Linked DNA regions of Mus musculus: region 2 is linked to region 1. Evidence: chromatin contacts called from public HiChIP or PLAC-seq data. All regions are on one chromosome and are shown on one strand. The core of a region is the stretch at or near the end of the contact, and the rest is flanking DNA. Distances in the headings are between cores, read along the strand shown.

The links. HiChIP or PLAC-seq counts read pairs in DNA pulled down with a chosen protein or histone mark.
Region 2: an H3K27ac HiChIP or PLAC-seq map of embryonic stem cells shows a contact between it and region 1, with 6 read pairs. The contact joins the enhancer-like site here to the promoter of Rrp36 in region 1. A contact is called at or near these places in 3 of 39 promoter capture datasets (embryonic stem cells, liver and neutrophils), 1 of 484 Hi-C or Micro-C datasets (embryonic stem cells), 8 of 115 datasets of contacts at active chromatin or transcription factors (bone marrow-derived macrophages, effector CD8 T cells, embryonic stem cells and 4 more) and 3 of 9 other capture datasets (adipose tissue, liver and pancreatic islet).

What each region holds. Positions count from the first base shown.
Region 1 is chr17:46,672,431-46,675,989 of GRCm38.p6, reverse strand. It overlaps Rrp36 (ribosomal RNA processing 36 homolog (S. cerevisiae)), which reads left to right and starts at 1,664. Exons shown (of 7, transcript NM_144857.2): 1 at 1,664-1,793; 2 at 3,143-3,284; 3 at 3,399-3,465; 4 at 3,550-3,559. The coding sequence starts at 1,703. Klhdc3 (kelch domain containing 3) reads left to right here. Exons shown (of 12, transcript NM_027910.3): 12 at 838-1,440. The coding sequence ends at 904.
Region 2 is chr17:46,851,219-46,854,777 of GRCm38.p6, reverse strand. It overlaps a transcript of Bicral not described here. Among named protein-coding and RNA genes, the nearest start is that of Bicral, 22 kb to the right of the region's middle. Within about 2 kb of position 1,862, at least 95 of the 459 cell types and tissues checked have an H3K27ac peak or open chromatin away from gene starts, as enhancers often do. A contact at or near this core is called in adipose tissue, embryonic stem cells and heart atrium, where this site is marked.

The DNA of each region.
Region 1 (3,559 bases), core at 415-2,914:
TAGGTCAGGAATGGAGAGAGGTTCCTATTTCTTGCCCGTATTGAGTTCAAATTGAGCACCAAAAGTCACTCCATGAGACATTGCCTCCTCTTGGTCATTCTAAGACATTCCTGCCTCCTTGAGCCAGGTTTTATTTTTTATTTTTTGGTTTCCCGAGACAGGGTTTCTCTGTATAGACCTGGCTGGCCTCTCCTTCCAAATGCTGGGATTAAAGGCGTGTGCCACCACACCCGGCTAATTCTTGCTTGTTAAGGTCTCTGTGTCCTTTGGTGACAGAGAATCACCAATTCACAGAATGAATCCCAGACTGGCCCCAATTTAACACGGGTGCGAATACCTTAATGCCGAGTACACGGCTTAGAGTCTTGTATAAGGAAGACTTAAGTCTTTGTAAAATGAAAGTGGTGTGGGAAGCATACTTTTAAGTTGGTGGGGTGGATGGGAAAATCTTTAGGTCCCAAAGTTTAGGGAGAACAGGAGGTCTGAATCAGGGCCTTAAAATAAGGGAAATTGGCAACAAGGGATTGACGCTCTGGTAAGGATGAGGGGGAAGTGCTGCCTGGCTGGCTGCAGACTGCAGAGCAGGAGAGGTACCTGGGGTGTTTACTAAAATGGGTACACCTGAGCCAGATGCTTAGGCTCAGAAGTCTGTATAAACATAAACAGGAAATCCCAGAGAACCTGGAGGTGGTTGAGTAGGAGGAGGTGGGAGTTGTAGTGGTAGGTGGGGTCTGGTGATTAACCCCTCTGTGGGAGTTTGGAGGGTGCTGTGTCATAGCTTTGTTGTCATAGAGACCACCTCTTCCGGTCTTCTCTGCCCATTGTTCACCTTTCCAGGTGGGAGCTCAACGCCATGACCACCAACAGCAATATCAGCCGCCCCATTGTCTCCTCCCATGGCTAGGAAGTTTATGCTGCCTCCCCTACTGAGCCCTCTCTTGTCTTCATTGCCCCTGCCCTTCTCACCCGCCTGCCCCTTTGGACCCTGGACTCGGTATACCTCCACGTGGAGTTGATGGACTAGAGGTGTTTTCTGTGCTGTGAATTCAGTGGGGAGTTTTTTGGGGGAGGGCATTTCCCTCCCTCCTTGGGCCGAGGGCCCCTTCCCTTGGTGCTCTGTCCCCATCCACCTCCCTCCACCGCTCCTGGGCCTTTGCTCTGCCCCAGTCTGGCTGGGTAGCCAGGCTGTGTGTGCTGGAAAGGGACAGGAGTGGGAGAAGCCAGCAGTGTTGGAGCCTCAGGAGCCTCCCTCTCCCCATGACCACCCTCTCCCTGCTTGAGCATCGCCCGGGAGCTGAGAGGAGCCTCGGCTGTTGGCATGAAACCCCCTCCCCAACCCGCGGTGGTGGGGACCAACAGACAGCTTCACCCTTCCTTGAGCTGTTGCTGTACCCCTGAAGCTCAGGCAGCTCTGACTTTATAAAACCTAAAACCTCCAAACGTGTCCTATTTCTGGCGACTACGATAGAGGGGTGGAGGCAAAGGGGCCACCCTTGCGGTTCTGGCTTCAGGGCCAAGCATCTGAAGAAATCCGATGCCACTGAGCCTGGCAGCCTCTCCGCAGACGTGAAGTTCTACGGCTGCGGGGCGGTGCTTCTGGCAGAACCCTCAGCACATTGGCTCAGGCTTCCGGAAAGGGTGGGACGTGGGACCTCGTCGTGAGCGGAAGTCGTGCAAGTTTTCAGCCCGGACTACGGAAGACATGCGGAAGGCTGGTTCTAGGGCTAGGGCTGAGGCCGAAGGTCCTCACCGTGCTATGGAGGGCGGGGAGGTGACTGGCGACCGGCTGAAGGGTGAGGACCTAAGGCTGGGGTGAGCGGGAGGCGTTTGGCTGCGGGAACAGAAGCCGCCCGAGTGCCGCGGTTCAATGGAGGCCGAGAGGAGCGGGTGCTTCCCGCTTTACGACTTTGGGAGAAGTTTCGTGGTTTGGTTTGGTTTGGTTTGGAACATGGCGGTGGGCGGGGTACGGAGGGCGGGGATGTCTCATAATGTGGCCCAGGCCAGTTTCGAACTCTTGGCCGCCCTGCCTTATTACCAAGTGCTGGGTTTATAGGTCTTAAGTCTCCGGGCCAGGCCTGGGCATATTCTTAAAGGGAGGATTTGGGTTCTTCCTAAGTCTAGTAGGGCGGGATGCGACTAACTAAACTGTATGCGTGCACTTGGAAATAAAGAATAACCAAACAGCAAAGCAAAAAGTTCGTTGTCGGTCCACTTAACCTCTAGAAAAGGGTATTTAGCCAGGCGGGTTAGTACACGCCTGACCAGCACTCGGGAGGCAGAGGCAGCCAGATTCCTGTGCACTCCAAACCAGCTTGGTCTACATATTCCAGTGATTCTCGACTTTCCTAATGCTGTGACACTGGTGACCCCAACCATAAAGTTATTTTGTTGCAACTTCATAACTGTGATTTTTGCTACTGTTATGAATAGTAATATAAATATGTTTTCTGATGGTCGTAGGCAACCCCTGTGAAAGGGGCTTTGGACACCTTCCCCAAAGGAGTTGAGACTCAGGTTGAGACCCTTTGACACAGTGACTTCCAAGCTGAGGGAGATGGAAGCCACTGGAGAGCTTTGAGTTCAGAATACCATGAAAATTAGCACAGGGAGGGATAAATCAGACTCTTTTTTACTATGCAAAAATAAATAGGTTCTGGCCAGGAGGTGGTGGCACATGCCTTTTTAATCTCAGAGCTCTAGAGGCAGAGGCAGGCAGAGCTCTGAGTTTGAGGCCAGCCTGATCTACAGAGGAAGTTCCAGGACAGCCAAGGCTACACAGATCCTGTCTAGCAACATTACAGAGTAGCACCTTGGCGACCAGTGCTGCCTAGCAAGTAAGGATGGTCTTTGCTATGTATCTGATGTGTGTGTGTGTGTGTGTGTGTGTGTGTGTGTGTGTGTGTGCGCGCGCGCGCGCGCGCTTGTGCAAGTATACGTACATGTGTGTGTCTTACAAAGTGGACGTGGAGCTCAGAAGACAGCTTTGGTCAGTCTGTCCCCTCCCTACACCATGTGACTCCAGGCTCTAACTTAGGTGGTCCAGCCTGGCAGGGCGTTCTTTTCATATTCTGAACCTAGCCCGATGAAGACTTTTCCTGCAGTGGGGAGGTACTGACCGGAGTTGTGTGACCTTTTCCTGCAGCAGACACATCTGACATGTCATTTGAGGAGCTGTTGAGATTACAGGGCCAAGGGAGACCCAAGGCACACAAACAATTGGTAGCTGGAAACAGCACTAGAACGCGAAGCCCCCAACAACCCGTGTGTGTCGCCGATAAGCACCGGTGAGGACCAAAGCCTGCCCACAGAGTTAAAACTTCCCCGGGACTTTGACAGATGTCTGTTACCTTCCTCCAAGACGGCAGTGCACTTACCCCCGGCCTTTCATTTCTCCTCAGGCCTCTGGAAATGTCAGCTAAAGTCCGGGTGCCATTCTTACGTCAGGTGGTGCCCATCAGTAAAAAGGTGAGGAAAGAGCAGGGAACAAGGACTTCCTTGGAGACAGGAGACTTAAACAAGCGGATTATATTCTCTCTGTGTTTTGCAAAGGTCGCCCGAG
Region 2 (3,559 bases), core at 613-3,112, 180 kb before region 1:
CCTGCAGGCCCACAGCCCCTGGAGGCCCTTGCCACAGGGATGTTATCAGTCCTGTTTGTTCCTAGAATTCAAGGTGACTCAAGAGGAAAGATTAAGATAGGACACCGAGCTAGAGAGAAATCAGATAGGCCAGTAACTGCCCGCCTTCAAGTCCAGCCAAGCCGAGTAGACAGGATAGCTGTGTAGCTTAAAAGGTTTTCACTTGCATGTGGACACAAAGCCCAAAAGCTTTTAAAACCGTGGTTTCTCTAAAATAGTCTAGTTTATAGGGAAAGAATCATTAAAAGTAGTGGTGAGTGGAATTTAAAACAAGACATCTGAACTCATGGAATTCACAGCCAGTGGGAGAAAACCTGTAAGCTGGAGGTTTCATATGAGTTGGGAGTAGCCCTTGCTGCCTAGTAAGTTTCTCCGAAGGCATGAGCTGTGCTAGCCACCTCAGAAGCAGGGTTTGTCGTTCCAAGCCGCCTGTGTAGAGCAGACTGAAAGGGAGCGAAGGCTGCCGAGCTTCTCTGGAGCTGCTGTGATTAGGCCACTTAGGGAATTCTTAGATTTGTCCTAATTGCAGTGAGAAGCTATGGTCTAAGGGAGTAGGGTGGGGATTTGAACTCAGGGCTGCAAGCATTGCTAACGAGCAATCCACTGCGGAGGATTTTTGTTTTGAAACTTCAGTATCATAGTCGTGCTTAATTGCTTGGGCTCAAGTTTTGTGTTCATGTGATCCTCCTGCCTCAGTTTCCTAGTCCTAGGACTACCAGTGCAGAAGTGCTCATGTTCTTTATAGACGATTTGACCGCTGTGTAAAAGGTAGGGATTAGAAAGGTTTGCACTGTAGTCTGGTCCTGCAAGAGCGGAAGGAATCAAGAATGTCTTCTCAGCCGGGCGTGGTGGCGCACGCCTTTAATCCCAGCACTCGGGAGGCAGAGGCAGGCAGATTTCTGAGTTCGAGGCCAGCCTGGTCTACAAAGTGAGTTCCAGGACAGCCAGGGCTATAAAGAGAAACCCTGTCTTGAAAAACCAAAAAAAAAAAAAAAAAAAAAAAAAAGAATGCCTCTCATTTATGCTTCTCATTTATGGGCCAAGCTTTGAGTGGCTGACGGTGCCACTTAGAATTTGGAGACGACCAGAAGAGGACTAGCTGGCAAGGGATGGTGACAGGATTCATATGCCACTTGTTGGGTACCAAAATTGAGCTGTTAGAAGTCACTGGCTGGTGGGTGTGTCCTGGGAGCAGCCCAAGTCATGTGAGAGCACAGAAGTGGACCAAGCTGTGCAAGGACAGTAGTGTGCCCAGTGGAATGCTGAGGAGTTAGGCCGTGGCGGCATGCCCACCCATCTGACAAGCAGCTTCTCTGCCGTGTGAGTTGAAGGGCTGGGCTCAAAGAGTGGGGAGTAAATACTGCAGCGGGGTTACAGCCTCATTTTGAGTACTTGGTGTGGGGAGAGAATGTGTGTGTGTAGGTCTGTCAAGTCTTTCATCTTTAACATGGTTCTGGAGATCAAACCCAAGGCTTAGGCACTTTACCTCCAGAGCCATTTTCCAACATTTTCACATGAGCTGAGAGTATCTACCCAAGAGGGAGAGATTAATAAAACAGCAAGTCTGATAAAGGGGCAGGATTCTTGAGAAAGGACAAAGAATTTCAGATCTAAGAACAAGGTTTATCAGGGTGGGAGGAGAGTGGAGTGAAGGCAGAAAAGAAGAGCAGGAGTTAGAGGGAGTGAAACCTCGGAGGCGGGGATGGAGGGCAGGCTGTGGTGCTCTCACGCATGGCCAGCATCTTGCAGGAAGAACAGGTGGCGGCTGGTTTCAGAAGGAAGTTGTTGGTCATCTCGGGCTGCAGGGCAAGTGGGACATAAGACACCTGCAGGCTGCTGCCTGGAGCCCTGAGTCTGCGCACTGAGAGCTCTGTACTGCTGTGCTGTTTCCCAGCCCCAGTTTGACTTTTTGACCTTTGCACAGTTGCACTGGGGAGAGGGAGAGGTGTTGAGGGAAGAAAGTATCCAAAGGATGCCAGTGGAAATGTATAAAACCCTTAACCAGCTGGCTCCTCTTTGAGGCAGCTGGTAGTACTTTTTCTTAGGTTCGTGTCCCTTGAACTGGCTACAGAATAACAGTAGAGGGAAATTAGGGAAAAAGGGGGGGGGGCTGGTGAGATGGCTCAGCAGGTTAAGAGCGCCAACTGCTCTTCTGAAGGTCCTGAGTTCAAATCCCAGCAACCATATGATGACTCACAACCATCAGTAATGAGATCTGATGCCCTCTTCTGGGGTGTGTGAAGACAGCTACAGTGTACTTACATATAATAAATCTTTAAAAAAAAAAGGGGGGGGTGGGGGAGGCTGGAGAGATGGCTCAGCAGTTCCAAAGGTCCCGAGTTCAAATCCCAGCAACCACATGGTGGCTCACAACCATCCGTAATGAGATCTGACGCCCTCTTCTGGTGCGTCTGAAGACAGCTACTGTGTACTTAGATATAATAATAAATCTTTTTAAAAGAAAAGAAAAAAGGCATTCAAAATTGATTACTGTAACTGGCTTAGAAGATGCAGGGCCATTTGTTAGGGATGGAGGTTAAGAAGGCCTGAATATAGGGAGAAAGGATGCATTCCTGGGAGGTGTCTTAGTTGGATGGAAATAGTGGGGAAGAGAAACAGCCACTAAGCAGCAGCATGTGGGATGAGCAGAGCTCTCCCAGCAAGTAGTGTTAATAAAGATGCTTGAAGGATGCCTTGGGATGGGATGCTGGGTGGGGCCGCTGGGTCTTTACTGTCCTCTCTCCCTTCCCTCCAGTGCTTCCATTCAGGAAAGTCCCAAGGGCTCCCTTAGTCCTAGACACTCTTGAAAGGGTGTGACTTGTTTAATTATCAATTTCTTAATAAAGTTGTAAATTGAACACTTCCTGTTCTTGTGGCTTCTTTGGCTCACTGGCTACAAACACATCAAACACTGCGTTAGAAGAACCAAAGCTCTTAAGTCAGGATAGGTGTTGCCTCTCAAAGTGGCTTATTTCAGGTCCACCAAATCCAACTTCCTTACATCATCAGGAGTTCAACTTTGTTCCTGGCTAGAATGTAAACATTTCACAAATATTATTTGTCTCACTTTTATCCTGCTTCACACCCTGATGGCCTTTCAATACATGTTAAAGTCGGTGGGTACAGTGGCACACACCTTTAATCCCAGCTCTCAGGGAGGCAGAAGCAAGAGGATCTCTATATTTGAGGCCAGTGTGAACTACACTGGGTTCTAGGCCAAACTAGGCTACATGGTGAGATCCTGTCTGAAGATATTGCTGAAGGTCCATCCCTAGTTTCTGTATTATGAAAAGAGTCAATGACCTACCTAAGGTCCCTTGGGAAGAGTCCCTGAATTATTACATTTTGGCATTTATACTAAACTGTTTAATCTACAACTAGTACAGCTGTATACAGCTGAGATTTCTGAGGTCTAGCAAGTTAAAATTGACCTTGACCAGGCATGATGGCACTTGTCCTGTGGTGCTGGCTGAAAAGACCCAGGGTCCGAGGCTGAAGTAAGGATCACTTTAGGAGAGCG